2 separate regions of the Anser cygnoides genome follow, and region 1 is linked to region 2. Evidence: chromatin contacts called from public Hi-C data. All regions are on one chromosome and are shown on one strand. The core of a region is the stretch at or near the end of the contact, and the rest is flanking DNA. Distances in the headings are between cores, read along the strand shown.

Region 1 (4,000 bases), core at 1,130-3,629, 35 kb after region 2:
GTATAATTGGTCACATCAGTTTGTGTTGGATGGCAGCGTGTGTGTGCAGCGTGTGCTGGAGGGACTTGCTGGGTCCAGCACTTCGATAAGGGAAGACCAGCGTCCTCTGCCAACGCTGGGAGCCGGAATGGATGGAGGGTTTTATTTGGGATGTAACTTGGACAAGGGGCAGGGTGCTGGCTTAGGATTTCTGCAGCTGAGCTCTGTGATTTGGACATCTCCCCCACGAACCTTCCTCCTTCCCCTTTCTCCATCCCTTCATGGCCTGACTGTTGTCTCTCCTACAAAGCTGGCTGTGCTCTGGGGTGAAAGACACTTTAATAGAGAGAAATGTCATATTATCTTGCTACGTGAGGCAGCTCAGGCGAAAGCAGAGCGGGGAGCTCTCTCCAGGGATGTGGCTGGTATTTCTCGTGATTATTGTCAGTGGTGGAAGTGACCAGAGATGTCTGAGGCCATGCTCCTCAGGCTAATGGAGAGCAACCGAGTTCAAATCTCCACCGCTCTGAGCAAGGTCCTGGCCCCTCTGTAACTGGAATTAGGAAAGTCTCCCCACCTCTTCCACTGTGATGTGACCAGGCAGGCTCATTAATTAGTGCTAATTCATTGACGAGCAAGCCCAGCAGCGTTCGTGGTCTGCCAGGGACACGATGGCTGAGACAAAATGGAGTTGCAGGAGTGAAACCCTCATGGTTTTCCAGTCGGTGTATGTACCTGCAGCTGGGTAGCTCAGGGTGAGCACCGGGACTTTTCCAGCATCCACATTCCAGTTCAGCCTGGATGTAGCTGCTGGCGACATCCTGACCTCTGGATATCCTTAAAAGCCCACAACCAGCATTTAGTTGGACATGCATAAACTAACCTGACGAAAACTCATTTTCAGGGGCTTCTCATACACCGCATGGGTTCATCTTCACTTTTTCCTTGGCTGCAGTCCTTCCTCCCAAGTGCCACCTCTCTGCTTTCTGCCAGTGGGGATAAGGACACTTACCTGTCTCTGCAGAGTGCTCTGCACTCCAGGCAGGAGAAATGGCTTCAGAGGCCCTAGGGGAGAGAAAAACAAAAACTCTTAAGCACCTACATAAACTGAAGCTTGCACTTAAGGGCTGTAAACCAGGCTCTAATTGCACAGAGAGGATGATTGCATTTAAGGCATTAAGTGTGGTCCTTGGTATTAAACACCTGTCCTTGAAAGGATACCTCCAGATCAGAAATAACACTGGCTGTCATTAATTGCCTTGTTATCACACCCCCGCCCCGCAGCCTCTCCTTCCAAAATGCATATTGTTTGTGCTGGAATAAAAAAAAATCAAGCCCTGAAAAAAGCTTCCAAGAAGCCATCTACTTCCTTCCCAAACATAAGAGGAAACCCTCTGCCTTTAAGTGGCTGGGTGCCAAACCCGTGCGCGCTGTGCTGTTCCCTCCTGGCTCCTCGCGTCTGCTTGACCCTGCTCATACAAAATGTTCATTGAAGACAGAGCAGGGCCCAAGGCTGCTGACTCGCTGTTGCGTCTGAGATATTTCAGGCTCGGCTCCCTCCCCCCGCCATCAGTCCCATCTCCGGACCGCGCCGGCTGTGCCTCTGTGGCTCAGCATCTCTCAGCATCTCTCAGCATCTCTCAGCATCTCTCAGCATCCTTCCCTGCTCCCGCTGGCCTCCAGGTAGATGCTTCTGCAGGAGAGCGAGGTGCCAGCTTCCACATCGCCGCCTGGGCCGTCTGCTTTGTGCTCCTCGCCGCACGGACGATTGCATTTATTTCTGGGAACCGATCTTTGCTGCTTCCCCTGCCAGCGACCCGGGCTGTTTTCTTCTGTGGTCGAGCCCTGCGGTCACACGTGGCTCAGCCTCGCGTTTTCAGAGGGCTCCATATGATCTCCTCGCGTTTGCTTCCATGCCGGGTGATCAGCTATTTCACAAACCTGACCTCATATTGCCTCACCAGGAGATTGCCTCCCAGGCCAAGGGGAATGCTTATGCAACATTTGGGAAGGAAAAAAAAAAAAAAAAGGATCAAGCAAAACTCAGAAGAATCCTGAAAAAGCCAGAAGCAAAGTGACTGCGTCTCCCTGCATGAGCCTGATGCTATTTAAAGCACCTCCGGACTGGGGGCAGCTGGGGTTTGTACAATAACCATTCTGTTGAGGAGGGGGTCACGGGTATGCTGGATTCAGCGTTGCTTTACAGCCCAAATCCTGCACAGACCCCTTCTCACTTGCCTGATGTGAGTGGAGTTGTCAGGGTGAAAAACAGTGCAGGGTCTGTCTTCGTACTTGGGGAATCAGTGAAGATGTTTAGCCTCTGCGAACAGTCCGATGCACATGTCTGCATTTATTTTATATTCCAGCACACACATAGCATAGGGCATTATTTTTGCCCCAGAAATAACTGTGTTTCCCTGTTTACCTGAATTGCACAGAAGCACGGGTTCCCATTACATCAGGCAGCATTAATACGGATGCTGGGAGTAGCCACTATGAACATGGGGACAAGATATGATGATGGGGACAGGAAAGAGTGTTGTCCCTACAGAGAGATGTCCAGGTCTCCTCTGACCATATTTCTGCCTGAGATGCTCCCAGCCTGGCATCTGCATGGCCGTGCTACAGTGGCATAGGCAGACTCTGGGTAACGTAAAAACAACTTTGGGAGCAAACACGGTGTTTGCAGGGCCGACAGACCTGGCTGGATAGACACGCTCTAATTCGGGATGGAGCTGAGTGTCATGCTCACATCTACCTATGAACCATCCGTCTCTTCAGCTCTAGTCCTTTGCACAGATAAATGTTAGGAAGCGGAAGAGCATGGCCTCACTTTGCTCGCTGAAGTGCAAACCTTTGTTGCATCTTTCTCCCGGAGGTAGCAAATGCTCTCGCATTGATCCCACCTGAGTGTGCACAGTGACGTTTGTATGTGTGTGACGTTGTATCATTACGAGCATCCAGCGAAGACACGGGGTCCCAGAGCTTTCAGCGAGGTTTCAACTTAGAGACCTCTGGGACTGAGACCCTGGGGATGTGGAGCTGAGTAACAAAAGCTGTTCTGGCTCTGCGGCTGTCACGTGTATGTGCTTTATAAAATAGCCATGAAATCCATAAGACCTAAACCCTGCCCTGTGCCACCAGCACCCAGTTGCTTAAATTTAGGAACAAGACACCGTTTCAGCCCAAGTGATTTCTGCTTTATGGTGCAGGTTTTGTGGAGATAATACTTAGAGTAGTTACAGAAGTATTTGAAGCACAGGATATCCAGATATGTAAGTGGTAATGCTGCGGACAGACAGAGAGACCTCTGTTTCCTCCATGCAGTATTGGAGCTGGCATAGCTGATAGAGCATGTGGGTGACATTAGATCAGTAGGAACAACATCGTATTTTCCCTGTTTCAATGTCATTACCCCGTCATTGTCACTGGTCCAAGATATAATGGGATTTGTTCAGCTGATTTATCCTGTAAACAAGCAATATTAGCCAGGCGCATATTCAGCCACAGACAGGGAGTGGGAGAGGCAGAGCAAGGGAGCGTGCAGAAGGGAATAATAAAAATGTGCTGCTCCTAATGAGGGAATGACCCAGCACTCATCAGTGGGTCAGGGCTATTGGTCGGGATCCCGCGCCAAGAAACACAGGGCTGTAATTGTCACGGTGTCCCTGCTTCAGAGGGCCATCGGCTGCACAGGCCTGCTTTCAGCTGCAAAAAAAGATTTGGAAGTTAATGGCTTGAGTGAATTTGTACGCGGCTGACACAAGTGCTCTGAATTCCTCAGCTCCCCAGATCTGCACAGATAGAGGCAGCAAGTGGGAGATTTTTCTTTTCCAGTGCCTGCGCGATGTATTTTTTTGTTTAAATTGATAACCGGGCTTATTTACACTCATTTTCCATCAGATTATAGGACCAGAAACAAGGCGGTTCTCCCTGATACAGATGCGCAGCCTTCGACTCTCCATTATTTAGTGAGCAAGCCGGGGTCTCTTGTACCCAACCCAGCAATTTCCCCATGCTG
Region 2 (3,951 bases), core at 1,342-3,841:
TCCTTGGGTCCTTTTTCTGCAGCTACTCACAATTTTTGTGGAGGGGGCATTTGGGTTTTCCAGCCCTAGCCCTCCTCCAGCCCCACTGCCTAGTTCACAGAAAGGCCTATAAATAAAGTCTCATTTGTCACTCCTGTATGAACCCAGGGATATAGATTCATGTCATTGTCTTAAGAAGTGGAAAGAGTTTGTATTAATTTCTTCCTCCCTGCCAGATAGTGGGAAGTAATCCCGGCATATCCAGATTATCCCTTTTCAGCGGAACAGCCCGGTTTTAAATGCAAGACCAAATTTTCCTGAGATTTTCATATGTTTTATTAAATGGAGCTGCAAGCTAGACTGGACATTAAATAATACTGTACTGCTCACAACAGCAGTGATCTTTAGAGGTTACTAACCTGCCATTGTATCTTTCAGATTTCCGTCTCGCTCTTCCGTTGTCATTTTGCTGTGTTATTACTCTTCAGGCTTCACATAGCATTCATTTCTCTGAATGAAAACAAATGACTTCTTGCGAGAGGCAGGAGATAAAGAATAATAAATACATTTTATGCACCACCTTAAAAAAAGGGCTCTGAATCCCCATCCATCCATCAGGAAATGTAAACCAGAGCTCAGGCAAAACACACACGCGCACACAGGCACGCGCCAGGGAGATAAAACTTGTTTTAAGGAAAACATGACATTGTTTAAAAATAAATATCTCGGAGGATGCAAATAGGCAGCCCCCGGCCCCCGTGTTTTGTGGCATAAATTTGAGATAATTAAAAATACAAAGCTTGGATTAATCCTTGCTTTCTGTGAATGGCAGAAGCCACGGGGAAGAGGGGGAGCCCTGCTGTGCTTGGTGCTGTACAATGCACCTCCGAGGGGCAAGCCCTGCCTCCGAGCACGGAGCTGCTGGCTGCAAGCACCGGGACCCCCTTCACCACCCAGCCCTGTACCCCGCTGGATGCCTCCATCATGCATAGGGTTTGGGGGAGCAGCAGGAGCACCCCTAGGATTTTCCCCTCCCTGTGTTGATGTGAGCATGGCCAACAGCCCTACAAGCAGAGGAGGGTTTCCCATTTGGATCCCTCTTTGCTCGCCCTCTTTGCTGCCCATCATCACAGTGTCTGGGCTCCCAACTGCCAACACCCCCTGAGCATCTCTTCCCTTCCCAAAAGCTGCTCTGCTCTGCTTTTGGCTGGAGGGGAACCCAGGGTCTACTCCGTGGGGCAGCCAGGGCAGCAGCCGGCTGGACACAAAACTCCATCACTATGCACTAACAGCCTTCAAAAAAAAATAAAAAAAAAATAAAAAAAATACTATTATTCCTACTGCTGCCAGGAATTAAGAGAAGACCCGGAGAGCAGAGCAGCCTGCAGCCGCTCTCTAGGATTACTGCTCACCCAAGCTGCGGGATTGATCTTCCTCCGAGCCCCCCCACGCCCGCTCTGCGGGGCTCCCCTCCTCGTTTTGTCCTAGCCGGAGGAGAGCAGCGGGGCACGGGGTGGGGAAGGAGGAGAGATGAGGATGCCAACCAGAGCCGAGATGCCGGGAAGGGTTTTTCTGGGGATGGAGGAGCCAGCAAGACGCGTTTGATTATTCCTTGAGATTATTTTTTTTCTTTCTCTTTCTCTCTTTTTTTTTTTTTTTCTCTTTTTGGGCAGAGACATTTCCCAATTAGCCCAATCAGGCTCGGAGATCCTAGGTGTCAGTAGTGAGTAGGGAGCGAGGGAAGGCACCGGCAGGAATCGAGGCAGAGCAGCCCGAGTTGCTGCCGTGGGAGAGCGGCGGCGGCGCTCGCAGCCCCCGGGCGCGCTCGGAGGCGGCGGCCCCGCTCCTGTCCCCGTCCCCGTCCCCGTCCCCGTCCCCGTCCCCGTCCCCGTCCCCGTCCCCATCCCCTGCAAACTCCGGGACGAGGAAAAGCAGCTTCGGGTCCCCCTCCGGCGACAACCTTCGCCCCCTCCGCTTTCTCCCCTCTCACAGAGGTGGGTGGGCTTGGGGAAAGGAGGAGCAACTGGCCACTCTCTGAAAAAAAAAAAAAAAGAAAAAAAAAAAAAGAGAAACGTAAGAGGATTTTTATTCCCGCTTTTATTTATTTTTTAATAATAATTATTATTATTATCCCTCCCGGGCGTGCTGGGCTGGTGCTCCCACACCTCTCCGAGTATTTCCTTTTTTTGGGGGGGAGTGGGAAAAGAGGGGTGTGTGCGTGTTTGCAAAAGAGCCTGGGTGTCAAAGCCCGCTCGGCAGCCACCATTGGCGAGGAGGAAGGGCTGGCTGGGGAGGAAGGGCTGGCGAGACAGCCGCAGTGCGAGCCCTCCCCGGCGGGCAGGAGGCGGCCGCGGAGCCGGGCATGGCCCCGGAGCGCATCCCCCGCTCGGCTCCTGGGTCCCCCCCTCCGTGCTCGATTTAGAGGCTGGGGAGGGGGGGGGAAGGAAGGGAAGGAAGGGCCGGGGGAAGGTGGGAGGGGGTTGATTTGGGGAAGGAGGGGGGGGGGTGGGGGGGGGTGGGGGGGGAGTGAGAAGTGGAGCTGCGTTTTTTTCTTCTCCCCCCCCCCCCCCCCCCCACTCCCCCCCCCCCCACCCCTCTGGGCGAGCCAGACGCGGTTTGCCCAGTGCAGGGAGAGGGGCTCTCCGCGTTCCGCCTCCGTGGAGTATTTGGGATTGGAGAGAGAGAGAGAGAGACACACGCACACGCACACACACACACACACACACAGACCATCTGCAGTGTCAATGCGGCGCCTGCTCTGAAGACTGAAGTGGGGGGAAAGGAGAGGAAAAAAAAATATATATATATATATTTAAAAAATAATAATAATAAACCCACCCAAAGCAAGCCAGGAGCTTTCCCAGGTAAGGAACCCCCCCCCCCTCGCCCTGCTCGGGAAGCGGGGAGCGGAGGGAGGATGCCCCGGAGGATGCCCCGGAGGGCTTGCGGGGCTGCAGCGGTACCTGCCCTGCACACCTGGGCAAGGCTCCCAGGAGGAGTGTGTTCCCCCCCCCCCCCCCCGGTGCTTTTTTCCACCCCCCCGGGTCGTGGGGAGGGGGTCGGGGCTGTCGGGCAGGGACCCGCAGAGCCGGGGGGGCTCGGGCACGGCCCCTCCGCTGCTCGCAGCTCGGGAGGATGCTCGTGGGGGGTGGCAGCGGGGAGCCCCCGTGTCCCCCACCCTCCACATCCCCATCGAGGGGGGGGTGGTGGAAGCGTTGTTCGCGTGCCCCCCCCCCCCCCCCCCCCTTCCCAAAACCCAGATATTTTGGTCCCCGGTGGCTTTTTTTCCCCAGGCACAAAGCTCAACTTTTCTCCCCCGAGGAAGCGGCTTCAGCGCTGCAACCTGTCCCTAACCACCCCCTCCCCGGCCACCTCAACCCCCCCCCGGGGGGGTTATTCCCCTCCCTCGGTGCCCCAGTGCCTCCCCCGGGCTGGAGGCATTCGCAAACTTTTCCTTCTCCCGACGAGGTTGCAGCTGGACGGGGCTGGAGGCAGAGCCCTTTTCTCGGGGAGGATCGGCCTCCCCCAAAAAAAGGCTGACCGACGGACGGGGGGACAGAGGGGCCACCCCCATCGGGGAACACCGTGTTGGGAAGGGGGGGGATCCCCGCCGTTCCCCTTCCCGCAAGGTGCCGGGGAGTTGGGCTGCCGAAATCCCGGCTGCGGAGTCAGCGCTGTAAAAACCTCCCTCCCTCCCTCCCTCCGTGTGTGTGTGTGTGTGTGTGCTGCAACCGAAACCTGCCTATTGATGCTCCGCGTTTATCAGACATATGCCCCTAAATTATGCAGACAGGGAGAAGTGATCTAAACACCGAGCCGCACATGGTTTCGGTGGAAATATAATACTCCGGCAGCAGATGAGTTCCTCCCAGATAAACAAACCCACTTGCTCAGCCCCAGCAGGGCTGAGCGCTGTTTGGGTTTGGAGTGGCTGCATGTGGCTGCTGCATCCCCAGCCCAGAGGAAACCTGC

Evidence for each region. A called contact is a pair of places that touch in the nucleus more often than the background predicts.
Region 1: a contact with region 2 is called in a Hi-C map of liver, with 6 times the contacts expected there. The contact joins the enhancer-like site here to the promoter of PLXNA4 in region 2. A contact is called at or near these places in 2 of 7 Hi-C or Micro-C datasets (both in liver).

Annotation. Positions count from the first base shown.
Region 1 is chr1:2,868,027-2,872,026 of Taihu_goose_T2T_genome, forward strand. The region is part of intron 2 of PLXNA4 (plexin A4); the gene reads left to right. Among named protein-coding and RNA genes, the nearest start is that of PLXNA4, 35 kb to the left of the region's middle. Within about 2 kb of position 2,380, at least 2 of the 3 cell types and tissues checked have open chromatin away from gene starts, as enhancers often do. A contact at or near this core is called in liver, where this site is marked.
Region 2 is chr1:2,832,410-2,836,360 of Taihu_goose_T2T_genome, forward strand. It overlaps PLXNA4 (plexin A4), which reads left to right and starts at 2,592. Exons shown (of 32, transcript XM_067001227.1): 1 at 2,592-2,843.